Linked DNA regions of Zea mays: all the other regions are linked to region 1. Evidence: chromatin contacts called from public Hi-C data. All regions are on one chromosome and are shown on one strand. The core of a region is the stretch at or near the end of the contact, and the rest is flanking DNA. Distances in the headings are between cores, read along the strand shown.

Region 1 (4,517 bases), core at 76-2,575:
AGGCATTTACAAAGTTCCACTAGCTTCCGAAAACCCGCTACAGTTTTTAGGAAGAGCAATGCAGGAATCCCTCGTCTGACCACCATCGCAACAAAATCAACCCGAGAACCTTGATACACGCCTACTCCCCTACTACCCTTGCCCTTTCGGGTAAGGTAGTCTTCCACTAGCTATCCTAATTAGTCAACCAAGGGTGTCCCATTCCACCCTTGTGGCGGCACGTGTTTCCCAAGTTAAGCTTGATGTTCCAATTAACATAATGGTCTTATCATGAACAGAAATAGAACAATAATAATAAAGAATGACGATGTGTAATAGTTATCTAACCACCCAAAACCATATATAGCGCAATAGCAAAGACTACCCAAAAGTTTAGGGGTAAGCAAGGTGTAAAGATAACCAAACTAGGGTGACCTATCAGGTCCCATCAAAATTAAGCCTATGCATGCCAAGATGATTATAGAGAACATTATTGGGTAAATAAAAGTGATCAAGGGCACAACTTGCCTGGGACTTGAGATTCCAGGTACTAGGGTGATCTTCAGGTGACTCATGACCTCACTACTAAATGTAGTAATACAAACAAACATAGTATAGGCAAAATTAACATCACACCAAATATAAGCACAAGATGCATAATAATAATTTCTGCGTCGCTACGAGATCGTGGGTTCGAGATCCACTACATTCGGAGTTACGGTTATAAAGTTGTGATTTTTGGAAGACCTACGTGATTAAGTATTTAACACTAGGTTTTGTGTTGATTCCATAAAGATAATCCAAAGAAATAACTAATTCAACTTTAATCTTGCTTATAACTTGACTAGCGATCAATTCGGACTTTAATCTTATTTTAATTAGATTGCAAATATAGGCAGGTTAGCTTTTAGTAGAAGAGTCACTTTAGTAAACATAGTTTAAATAAATATCTAACTATAAAAGTATGAAATATGATATAACTAATATTGTTACTGCGTAGTAAATATTTATACGAAGCTAATGCAACTTGAACAGATCAATTCAGAGTTAAAACAAAGGAGTTATGGATTTATAAATATTTTTCTAGAATTGTTTATATGCCAAAAATTCATTTTCTCATATTTAATTAAAGACTCCGGAATAGGGGCACTATTCTACGAAAGATCAGGGTCAAATCTATAAATTCCGGGACCCAACCGCAATATTCTTAACATAGTCTTGGACGGGGGGCTGTTTTGAGAAAAATGTGGGGTTTCTTTAGCAAATTGTCCACACCGAAGAGGTATCGGCCAGATCTGGTCGTTAGATCAAAAACCGACCGCCCAGATTACATCGTCCCTTAAGTGAACCGATACAGGCTCACAACCATTGGATTTCAGACCCACGGTCGAGGTTTGTCCCAGCGATTGACTAATCTACACCGCTCCCATTGGATCCGATGGTCACAATTTCCTAGCACGAAGGGGTAAGTGGTGATCAATCCTAGTCACACAAACGTCTAGATCTTCATCTCCTACCCCCGGTCGGCACTGGGTGGCGGCGTAGGCCTAGGGCCACGGCGGAGCCCCACTGGTGTAAGCCCCATCGGCGATTCCAAGTTCCAAACCCGAAACGGATATAGGATAAACGATTAGTAGAACCCATTGAATCCTGCGTGGGAGGACTCACCGGTGATTATGCATCAAGGGTCACGACCACAATGTGATGTGGTGCCACGGCGGTCGCCATTGCCCCGGTGAGAAATTGAGCGGCTCACGGTCCAATTCCCGGGGTGGGAAGACCACGGGCATCATCAGGGCGCTACTGTGATTCCCCAGGCCAACCGCCAAGGTTGGAGCTCCACCCAATTCATGAGTCAACCATGGCGGACCCAATCACCCTCCCCCCGCTCGTCGAGCATGGCGGTGCGAATAGCGCCCATGCCCCCATGGCTCGCATCATCGAAGCTAGCCAGTTGTGGATGAGAGGTGGGCGATGACCGGGCACTTATAGGCCGAAGGCCGGGGAGTCCGCGAAGAGTTTTGTTAGTGATGAAGATCGCGGCGGAAATCTCGTGAGGTTTGCAACGAACCAAGCTGGATGCCTGGATGAGCGATCTGACGAGGTAGCCCCACCTGACAGTGCCCGCGAAACCCCGAACACTCCAGCGGAGAGTCTGCCACACGGGCCCTATATGTCAGTGCCAGCGACGCGTGCGTGTGGAATCGGCTTGGGGATGGGCCCCGCTTGACGGTGAGTACCGAGCGCGCGCGTGGGCCGCCAGGTGGGAAAACTGGGTCGCACAGTGGTGTTTGGAGTACTGGGCCCACCAGTCGGCGCTGATGTTTTCCCTCCCCCATGGGCCGCGCGGTTTGTTTGGGCCAACATGTAATCAGGTCGCACAACTGCAAGGGAGAAGCAGAGTCACTGGGCCGGGAGAAGGAGATGGCCCAGGTGCAGGTTACTCTTTTATTTTTTTATATTTTCTATTTTATTTCCATTTCTATTTATTTTGAACCTTTCCAAATTCAAATTTTTATTCTAGGTTCAAATTTAAACTTCAAATTAATCAAAAAGCACACTCAAAATCCAAACTCCAAATTTATGTTCAAATGCAACCATCCAAAATATCGGTATAAATGCTAAGTGTGTCTATATATATATATATATATATATATATATATATATATATATATATATATATATATATATATATATATATATATATATATATATATATATCTTTGATTATTTTATTCCTTTGTTTAGGCAAAAGCTCAAAATATGACATGCACACACTTATTTCATTTTAGGAAAAATATTACTTTTGAGTATGTAATCAAACTTCAAGTTAACTAAAATTAATATCCATTACCTTACTTACTTAGGGGAAAATAATGTATTCTCTTTTACCGAGAGTCACTTAATCTTGAATATATTTTTATTTAAGAGCATTCCTTAAATTTCATGAGAAGAATAACTTATCTTACTAGATTGAAGGTATTTCTATTTTATCTTATGTTTACCCAATTTCTTAGTATTATTTCTTATAAAAGACATAGAAGGAATACATGAACTCCTAACTCATTTTTAGGGTTTATAGAGTTCCTCGGCGGCTAGCTCTGGCGGTGGCGAGACAAAGAGGGTGTAATGTCTCGGTGGCCGTCGTGACAGGGACGAGAGGGAGAGTAGGAGACAGCGGCTAGGGTTTCGCCACCCGTGTCGCCCGGGAGGGACCTGGGGGCCTATGTTCCACTCCCACAGCTCTAACCCATCACCAGCTATGACTATCTAACAGTTCGAGTACACTTAATATAGTTGAATACTAGGACTAAATAGTTGTTCTGAATTTGCTTTCATCATTGCCCACTTACCTTTAGCTATTGTTAATTGGTCTTTTGGTAGTCCTTGTTTCTCACATCATTAAAAATGGTTGTGCCTATTTACAATATGTGGATGAAACTGTCTTCCTTCTTTAGGACAACCCGATTTAGGCAAGGAATCTGAAATTTGTTTTGGTCCTTTTTTAGCAGATGTCAGGCCTCAAAATTAACTTTCACCAAAGTGAGATCCTGTGTTTTGGCAAAGCTGAAGAGAGGAAGAACTTATACGCTGAAAGCTTCACTTGCCCTATTAAAAAATTGCCCATGAACTACTTGGGCATTCCTATGGATGACAAGACTCTTAGAATCTCCCATTGGGCTAGAATGGAAGAAAATATGAAAAAAAAACTGGGGGTCTCGCAAGGAAGGTATCTTAGCCTTGGGGGAGGCTGGTGCTGATTAATAGTAGTTTATCTAGCATCCCCTTATACATGCTTTCCCTTTTTTGGGCTCCTGCCAGTGTGCTTAAAAAATTGGGCATGTATAGAAAGAGGATGTTACGGCGGGGGGAGAACAAAAAGGCCCATCTGGTGAATTGGGATATTGTTTGTGGGCCTAAGGATCAAGGAGATTTGGGAATTTTAGACCTTAGATGTATGAACCTTTGTCTACTTGCTAAATGTTGGTGGAGATTGGAGAATATGGAGGGTCTATGGCAAAAAATAGTAAGGTTTAAATATATCAAAGGAAGACCTTTGAGTTTGATGGAAAAGAGACAAGGGGACTCTCATTTCTGGAAGAGCATCTTGGAAGTAAAATATATGTTTTATAGAAACTGCAAAAGAGTCATTGGAATGGTAAATCCACTAGTTTTTGGGATGATTGTTGGTGTGGGAACATACCTCTCTCGGTAAGATTTAAAAGACTTCATGATTATCTCTTAACAAAGACATAAGTGTAGATAAGGTGCTGAATAAGAACTTTGATTCATTAACCTTTAGAAGGAGGCTAGTGGGAACTGGTGCTGATAATCTTAAGGATATGATATCCTCATATGAGGACATTTACCTTAATGATTCAAGAGATAAAGTTGTTTGGTTACTGGATAAAAAAGGATATCCTGTCAAATCCCTTAACCTCAAATTGAGAGCACCTAGAGGAGGGTGAATAGGTGATCCTGTAAAATTCAATACTAAATAGCACAAACTTGATTTAAAGATGTTAGTGCAATTAAAA
Region 2 (5,067 bases), core at 1,902-4,401, 180 kb after region 1:
GATGACCTAGTAGTAGTACCTCACAATTTTATGCAGTAGTATAATAATAGTCTAATACCATCGGGTAACAGGTAACGATGATATCCATATCCACGAAAAAATTATTCACGGATTGCATATGAAAATTTTAGTGATGCATAACCTATAAAAAATTATAGATCCGCCATGGCTGAAGTGGACGACTTGAGTCGATAGCAGTAGAGCACAACCGCACAAGAATGTGGCCGAGGCTTGCTGTCAATCCTTGAACCAGCCCCAGTCTGCCAACCGCTCATGCTCGATGAGTGCCTAGGCTTTAATTCTGGACGGGCTCCACCACTTGGCCCAAAAGATATACGAATAATCACCTATCTTACTTGCCAGTATTGGATTATCATTTACTAATACTAATAGCATGATGCAGTAAAAGTTTGGGACATGTTCAAATTTTGGTTCAGCCTCTTTATTTTTGTTTTGTGCCATCCAACTGAGGCCTTCCACAATTCGCTGTACAAAACTAGTAAGTTCACGCTAGTTTCCTCTTTACATCCAACAGTGCAGATGCCACCATAAACATAATAGGATTTATCTAACTTCTTTTAAAAAGATACAAGGGCGCAATTAAAAAGGAAATAAAATAGGATTCTATGCAAAAAGGCAGAGATGTACTGTACATACCATTTTCCAGGGTGCATAATGAGCTCTTTAGCTAAGGGCAAAGCGATTCTTATAAATTTTACAGTAACTTGTCGATTTCAAACAGTTATATTATATGTCATGGGGTCAAATTTTATAGAGTTCTTACCAAGCATCAACATAGAAGTTAGAAGAAAAGTATAAATACACATGGTCAAGCAAGACACGACTACATACTATAAAACCTGACCTTAGAATAGTTAGCGTCAAAGATTGTTTCAACAATAAAATTTACATTCAAAGAACAATTACACTAAAAAAAGACGTTTCTTCTCCCGTTGGTGAAACAGGATTGGAAATGCAAGACACATGTGCTCAGTTCTTGAAGTAGTATTAAATAGGAGGTTTTCAGAAATGAAATTTCCTTAAATAAATGGAAAATGTGAACAAGACCTGTAGTATTAAAAAAGAAAGTTACCTCAACATTTATGCTCTAGTCTCCTTTTTTATATGTGCAGAATATTTATTATTTTTTACAACACGCAGAGCTACGTATTACTCCCTCCATCCCAAATTATCCTCCATTCCAAATTATAATTCGTTGACTTTTTTGTGCCATATTTGACCGGCTCGTCCTATTCATTATTTTTTTGCGGAAAAAATGAAAAATTCAAAGCCACATTTAAAGTATATTAAATGCTAAACAATATCACATCAAAGATCAACAATAATTATGATTTTTTAATAAGACAACAGTCAAACTTAGGGTAAAAAATCAAATGAATTATAAATTAGAGCGGAGGGAGTATTATATTAAGAAGAAGAAAAAACAGAGGGGAAAAGCCAACAAGCTGAACACACAGGGTAATACCATAGGTGCGCATTCAATATTGAATAATCACAACAAAATATCGAAGCTAATACCTATACTGACCAGCAATTAAGTGTGATCTAATTTGATATATCATAGAACTAACCATGCTGTCCTGTAAACAGCTTTCTCACTGATATATCATGGAACTAACCATGTTGCCCTGTAAACAGCTTTCTCAAAGCATTACAAAAGGACATTAAAGCACCATCATACTAGATCACCTTGCCCCACACTTGGATGATCAGGCTCTTGTTGAACATGCAGAGAAGTCCCCGAGAAACAACAACCTCAGTGTTTGGTGGCAAGAACCGATGACTCCAAGAAACAGGGTATGTAAGGGGTAATAACCGCATAGCCCTTTCCAAGAGTGCCGAGACCATGCAGTTCCTGAGTATCCATGTTATATGATACAAGTTTCTGGTTCCAGTGCTGAATAAGGATGAACGAATTGTGATATGGATGAATGGCCACAATATGGAAGTCTTTGATTGGGTGACTCAGTAATTCAAAGAACTGCAAAGAGCTCACATTGTGCTTTAAGATCCATGCTTGTGTATCATAGTCCTCAAGAACCCAGATCGACATCCGCGTGAAGCGCACTTCAGAGCCTTGATCTAATTGCACATTCACACCGATGCAGTGTAGATGGTCTTGGGATTCACCAATAAAAACAATTGCTCTCACATCCTTACCATGCCAGCCGATGATCCTACGAGTTTCCCCTTCCCCATCCACTGCAATTATCACAGTCTCTTCTTTCTGAAGATCGAAGGCAAGAAAATGCAGCAGACCATCGACCAATGTCCAGCCACACATGAATCCAATCACGGATTCACCCCACAGCTCCCATTCACCGCCCTCTTCACCTCGCCCCCACTTGCTTGACCTGTCACTCCATGCCTTGGTTTCAGACGAGTAAGAGTGCACCGTTTCCACCTCCTTCGCCGCCTTATTCTCCCAGATCTGGACCAAGTGGAAGTGCGAGGAGACAGCAGGGTTAAACATCAGAAAGGTGTGCGCATATCTTTCCCCACCAACCATGTCCCTTTCAAATGGAGGTGGAAGGGGACAAGAGCCGGAGCTGGCGGGCACAGTCATCAATTCCTCGGTCGCAGGGTTTGTCACGATGTACCCGAACTTGTCCTCCCGGGTGCACCCGAAGAGCAGGAGCCCGTTGCAAGAATCCAAGAGGACCATGCGCTCCACGCCAGGCAGCATTGCCGTGATGAAGGAGAAGGAAGGGTCGACCGGAGCCACGCGTTCTCCGCTCCCCGACAGGCTGGTGAATTGGCCGTAGCTGTGAGGCCCTCCGACGACGCCGTGGAAGAAGCCTTCCAGGGTCTGGGGCAGCTTCTTGCGGTTGAGGGGGTCGGTGATGAGGTTGCGCCAAGATTTGCACACGCACGTGCAACGGCGGAGGTCTTTGACGGGCACGCGCGAGAGGATCTCCACCATCACCTCGTCGTAGAGGTCCGCCACCGCCCTCCCCTTTGCGCAGTCCATGGCGCCGGGAGCGGGGAAGGGACGCGCTGCAAGCTAAGAGTGGGGAAGGTGAGGTTAGGGATGGATGAGCACAAGAGACGGGGAGTACAAAATGCGGCGAACGGGGAAGCACCGGCTGCCGAAGAGGGTCTGCGTCGACGGCTGCGGTCTGCGGATGCGGCGCTAGCCGACGGGGCCCTTGCTGAGATGTGGGGTTTGGGAGGAGAGAAGCGTCCTAATAGCCAAAGATTTAATGGTGCCTTTTATGGATGTGCCGGCGTTATAGATATCCATCTCGGTCGAGCCCACCGAGTGGTCCGCGACACGGCATGAAAAATGGCCTAACCCAGCATCGACATGGCCCGGTTTCAAACGTGTCTGGACAAGCCCGGCCCGTTCGTCGTGTCGGGCTGGGCCAAGGATTTCAGCCCGTCGGGTTTAGCCCGACCCGGCCCGTCTAAGGGGGAGGCACGTGGCAGCCCGGTAATGTTAACCGGCCGCGCGCGGCGCGTCCCACTCCCAGGCTCCCAGCCCCACCCCGCCTCTCGCCCTCGCATTTACGCTCGCATTTATGCTCTCAGTCTCAGCCTCTCCGCCTCTCGCCCTCGCATCGACGACTCCGCCCGAACCCTAATCTCCTCTCCCCTCTTGGATCTACGGATCGCCGCCGTCAGCCGGTGTCTCCTCTGTCCTCTGTGCTTGGACTCAGTTGCCCGCCGGGCGCCCCCGCCGTGCTTGGACATCTATACTTACCTTCCTCTCCCAGTCCTCTTCGGTGTTCCTAACCCTAATCCCCTCCGGTGTTCCTCGCTCCACGGATCTCGGCCATCGTCTGTCGTCTCCGGTGCTTCGACTGCACAAGGTGAGTTCCTCGGGCCCTACTCCTTTCCCTTCCCTATTCTATGATTCTGTCGGTGCGTTCATCGGGCCCTACTCCTAACCCTAATTCTTCCGGTGTGTTCCTCAACATAGGTATCGGTGAAATCCGGTGCCGTGTAGTCGTTGAGGAGTCGGAGACGTGTGCGGTGTGCGCGAGGTCGACTGGTCGAGGACTCCAGCTGTGCTCCTCGTGCTCGTTGTCGAGGTCAAGCTCTCAAGGCTATGGATCTTGACCCGGCTGTAGAGGCGGAGGAGCGACAGCTTGAGGACCACAATGAGGCGATGGATGCTAGACAAGCCTTAATGGGTGTTGGTGTCACTCATTTAAATCCTATTGAGCTCGAGGAATTCGTCGCCTCTAGAACAGGCACTGCTATGGACTCCACGAGCCCACCAGCATCTACCACTGCCTCTGCTGCTGGCGGCTCAAGGAAGAGATCCAAAGTTTGGAACAATTTCGACGAGTTAACCAATCTGGTAAATGGTAAGCGTGTAAGGTATGCTGCTCGATGCAAGTTCTGTCATGAGACATTAAGTGCTAGATCCTCTTCTGGTACTGGTCACTTGCTTAGACACAATTGTAGTGCTAAGAAGGCACACGATCGCTTTGGCCAAACCCAAACTGTGCTTAAGTACAACCCCGATGGTTCTTTGCAGCGTTGGTAGTACTGTCCTTCTGTTGCAAGGAATGAACTTTGTCGTTTGATAGCTAGATATGATCTACCTCTATGGCATGGCTCCACTGATGCATTTCAAGAATACATCACTCATGCACATAACCCTAGATTTGTGCATGTTTCTAGGCAAACCACTGCTAGGGACATGATTAAGTTATATAATGAGCGTAAGGTAAACTTAATTGGTACTTCGAAAACTGATGTTACATCTGTTTGTCTAACCTCTGATATTTGGGCTGGCAAGGCTAAGGAAAACTATTTAAGTGTAGTTGCTCATTTTGTGAATTCTCACTGGGAAATAGAAAAAAGGTTGCTTGGTCTAAGGTTAATTGATGGTAAACATAGTGGTGTTAGTATTGCTAATCTGGTTGCTACTGTGATAGATGATTATGCTTTAACTGATAAAGTATTTGCAATCACCTTAGATAATGCTTCATCAAACAATACTGCCATGAAATATCTGAGACCTTTCTTGTCTGGTTACCTTGGTGTGCCTGCTCCTGTTGTGACTGATGATGATTCTTTTACACCTACTGATGA
Region 3 (4,372 bases), core at 198-2,697, 250 kb before region 1:
ATTAATCATTAGAGAGTCATGAGCTGCTCTTGACCGTGAGCTCGGCTAGTATACCAGTTTTACACTCTGCAGAGGTTGTACCCTTTACCGACAAGTCATGTTACTCATCTGCCAAGGTATCGCGACTCCCATACACCTCTACCTAAGAAGCGAGGTAGGGCAACACTGCGAGGCATTTACAAAGTTCCACTAGCTTCCGAAAAGGCGCTACAGTTTATGGGAAGAGCACTTGCAAGAATCCCTCGTCTGACCGCCATCGCAGCAAAATCAACCTGAGAACCTTCATGCATGCAACTCCCCTACTGCCCTTGCCCTTTTCGGGTAAGGTAGTCTTCCACTAGCTTTCCTAATTAGTCAGCCAAGGGTGTCCCATTAAAACCTTGTGGTGGCACGTGTTTCTCAAGTTAAGCTCCATGTTCCAATTAACATTAATGATCTTGACATGAACATAAATAGAATAACAAAATAACTGGAACATGGATATAATAAATGATTATCCCAAAACCATGTAAAACTATAGCAAACTACCCAAGTGATTCAGGAGTAAACAAGGTAATGAGATAAACAATCTAGGGTGACCTATCGGGTCCCATCAAAATTAACCTATGCATGAATAAGTGACATTAAAGAGCATTATTGGGTAAAAAGTGGTCAAGGGCACAACTTGCCTTCAATGAGCTCCTGCTCAGCTACTTCTATCTGCTGGTCACTATGATCCTCACTCACAGGTTCTTCTACTCGCCACAATATAAACAAGCACAATATAGAGAAAATTAACATCACACCAAACATGTAAGGAAAATACATACTAATAATATACACATTAAAATAAAATCCTAGGAACAGAAATCATAATTTTTGGAGTTATAGATTTTGAGATATGAATTTCCAAAGGTTTTATGTGCTTGAAATAGAATTAAATGAGAAATTATTTTTCTTACTGTTGTCATGACAAAACAGAGACTCTAAGCGATAGAGAATAATACTACAAAATTTTAGGAACTGGAATGGACTAATTTGGAGTTCATATGAATTTGCTATGAATTTTACAATTCCTAGCATTTATTTTCATATTAAAAATCTATTTTCCAATTTATTTATTCAATTTCAAACTGTACTGGACTGGGCCTCATTTTCCAGAAAGTGTAGGGGCTACAGGGTAAAACTTCTAAGACTCAGGAAACAGTCCACACGGACGGCGGGTTGATTCCTAGATTTTCTAGGGTCCCCTATGTAAACTAGCGCTGCGAAGAGGTATCGGCCACAATGGGCTGTTGGATCAGACGTGGATCCATCAGATTGAATCTAAGTTTTATGAAACGTAACGCGCGTGAAGTCGTTGGATCAACAGTGAACGACCCGAATTTAATGAGTCATAGATCCACTCCGCGCCACTGGATCACGATCTAACGTTCCATGACAGTTTCCCCAATCAGTACGCCAGCTCCTAATCTTAGCCGTTGAACTAGATATCAACGGCATATGCTTCTCCCCCAAGCTACTGTCGACCGGTACCTAGTCGTCTCCTACCTCCTGTCAGCGCACTGAGTGGCGCACATGTCACCGCAACGGAGTAAGCCCCGTCGGCGTTGGCTACGTCGTCCTATGAGCCATATGGTTCTAACGAACACGACCGAGGACCGAACGCCATGACGCCGCTAGCCAACCCGTATGGATCTGCCCGCTCAAACCCCCCCTGCGCCCGAACAAGGTGACACGGTGACTCTGCCCGCCACCGGCGAGCAATTAAGCTCCCAACCGTACCTAATCACGCGTCCTAACAGGACCTAGAGAAGGCGGAGACGAGAGTGGACATGATGAAGGTTACCTCAACGGCGGAGGAAGCAGCGACGCTGATGGTCTAGGACTCGGTCGAATCGGTCATGAGTCTTAATTTCGAGAGCGAAACCTCAACCCCGCTTCCCAATCTCCCCTGGCGAGGCTCTGATTCCCGCCCCGTTGACATCGCGAAGCCCAACAGCTAATGTCGGCGCATTGAACGACGGTGAGGAGGAAGTACAGCGGTGGCGGCGACTTTCTTTTGGTTCTTCGCTCGGTGTTCACGCCAACGGTGGGGTTCAAGTGGAGGAATAGGGTCTAGATTAGAGGGGATGGGTTCGCCCTTTATGCGCGCTGAAGATTCCGCCCCCAGTCAATCCCCCATCACGGACCCACCGAATCGAACAGACTCCGGTGGACTCGGCGTTCGCTGCAACAAACTCCTAAACGCAAGGGGAAGGAGACGCACCTGACGATAGGGTCCCGCTGCCAGTGTCGACGAACGGATGCAGGCGCGCACCAGAGTCACCGACCGAGCGGGCCCACCCGTCGGCGCACTCTAGGGAGGCGTGAGCCTGGTCGTGCGGTATAACAGGGCAATGACCGGTTAGGGAAATAGGAGTGGGCTGAGGGAAAAGTTTGGACCCATTCACGTTCTTTCTTCTTTTCTTTTTTTATTTCATTTTCCCATTTTTGATTTCGAATTTAGAATTTAAATTTGGTTGTGACTTGCACATATATCAATGTACAAATTCAAATCTTATGATAAAAGAATATATTTATTTCCTTTATTTTATGTGGTATTCTCTTCTCTTTCTCCAAAGTTTTGCTCCCCATTTAGGTTTTAAATTCTAGTTTGTATATCAATGTATTGTTTTTTATATTATTAATTTTATTATTTATAGATGCACAATCAAATAAACTCCAGAATGATGCATAAGTTTTTTTGTGTCTTTGATTTAGTTGTCCACTTTTAAATATGTTGTTCACATGTTATAATAAACAGGGGCAAAAACATATATGTAATTCCACTATATTTTCATTCTACAGTTTTGGGTATTACAAATCCTACCCCCCTTAACAAGAATCTCGTCCTCGAGATTTAGGAGGAACTAGTGAAAAGATGAGGAAAATCTATCCGAAGCTCTTCTTCTCTCTCCCAAGTAGCTTCATCTTCTCCATGGTGACTCCATTGCACTTTACACATCTTTATCACCTTATTTCTTGTAACTCGAGTCAATGTGTCAAGAATCTTGATAGGATACTCCGTGTAAGTCAAATCACCCTGAACACTGAGCTCTTCCATTGGTAACTGTTCCTCAGGGACACAGAGGCACTTCTTAAGTTGAGACACATGAAATACATTATGCACATCAGATAGATTATCAGGTAACTCGAGTTGGTATGCCATCTCCCCAACTCGCCTAAAGATCATGAATGGTCCAATAAAGCGAGGGGATAATTTGCCCTTAACTTTGAATCTCCTCATTCCACGAAGTGGTGACACCTTGAGGTACACATAATTTCCTTCCTCAAATTCCAGTGGCCTCCTTCTGTTATCAGCATAGATCTTTTGCCTGGTTTGAGCTACCCTCAAATTTTCTCGAATCAGACGAACTTGTTCTTCTGCATCTTGAATTAGTTTGGGCCCAAAGAACTGTCTTTCTCCAGTCTGGTCCCAATATAGAGGAGTTCTGCACTTCCTCCCATATAGAGCTTCAAAAGGTGACATCTTCAGACTGGCCTGATAGCTATTATTATATGAGAACTCAGCATATGGTAGACTTTTACCCCAACTTCCTCCATGCTGAAGGGCACAAGCTCTCAACATATCCTCCAGTACTTGATTAGTCCTTTCAGTCTGTCCATCAGTCTGAGGGTGATAAGCCGTACTAAAGTTCAACTTTGTATTCATATTCTCATGGAAACTTCTCCAAAATCTTGAGGTAAACTGTGAACCTCGATCAGACACGATCTTCTTTGGTACTCCATGCAAACACACAATCCGAGCCATATATAACTCTGCTAGCTAAGAACCTTTATAAGTAGTCTTGACAGGAATGAAGTGAGCCACTTTAGTCAATCTATCCACAATCACCCATATAGCATCATATCGTTTCTGGGTGCGAGGCAATCCAGTAATGAAATCCATACCAATCTCTTCCCACTTCCACTCGGATATCTTAAGCGGGTGCAATAGTCCAGCTGGCCTCTGGTGTTCAGCCTTAACTCTTTGACACACATCGCACAAAGCCACATGTGCAGCCACATCTCTCTTCAATCCATACCACCAATACTTTCGCTTCAAATCCTAATACATCTTGGTACTACCAGGATGAATAGAATAATCCGAGTCATGGGACTCCTTTAAAATAGTCTCTCGAAGGCTTTCAATATTAGGAACACATATCCTGTCCTTGAACCATATGGTGCCTTGCTCATCCTCCGTGAATTCTGGACCTCGACCTTCGTTAATCAGATCCTTGATCTCTTGTATCTTAGCATCACCAACTTGTCCTTTGCAGATTTCTTGCTCCAAAGTAGGTTCCACATCAATAATAACTCCTTCAGTGTGAGCAACTATCCCCAGGTT

The links. Hi-C and Micro-C count contacts between places; a contact is called where the count stands out from the background.
Region 2: a contact with region 1 is called in a Hi-C map of ear, with 1.9 times the contacts expected there. The contact joins the promoter of LOC100382389 here to the enhancer-like site in region 1. A contact is called at or near these places in 3 of 25 Hi-C or Micro-C datasets (ear, leaf and tassel).
Region 3: a contact with region 1 is called in a Hi-C map of bundle sheath, with 3 times the contacts expected there. The contact joins two enhancer-like sites. A contact is called at or near these places in 3 of 25 Hi-C or Micro-C datasets (bundle sheath, endosperm and leaf).

Annotation. Positions count from the first base shown.
Region 1 is chr7:12,658,424-12,662,940 of Zm-B73-REFERENCE-NAM-5.0, reverse strand. No RefSeq gene overlaps it. Among protein-coding and RNA genes, the nearest start is that of LOC109940905, 13 kb to the left of the region's middle. Within about 2 kb of position 1,325, at least 19 of the 20 cell types and tissues checked have an H3K27ac peak or open chromatin away from gene starts, as enhancers often do. A contact at or near this core is called in bundle sheath, ear, leaf and 1 more, where this site is marked.
Region 2 is chr7:12,476,005-12,481,071 of Zm-B73-REFERENCE-NAM-5.0, reverse strand. It overlaps LOC100382389 (Receptor-like kinase-like), which reads right to left and starts at 3,151. Exons shown (of 1, transcript NM_001175134.1): 1 at 1,482-3,151. The coding sequence starts at 2,992. The coding sequence ends at 1,778.
Region 3 is chr7:12,912,871-12,917,242 of Zm-B73-REFERENCE-NAM-5.0, reverse strand. No RefSeq gene overlaps it. Among protein-coding and RNA genes, the nearest start is that of LOC118472905, 15 kb to the left of the region's middle. Within about 2 kb of position 1,447, at least 18 of the 20 cell types and tissues checked have an H3K27ac peak or open chromatin away from gene starts, as enhancers often do. A contact at or near this core is called in bundle sheath and leaf, where this site is marked.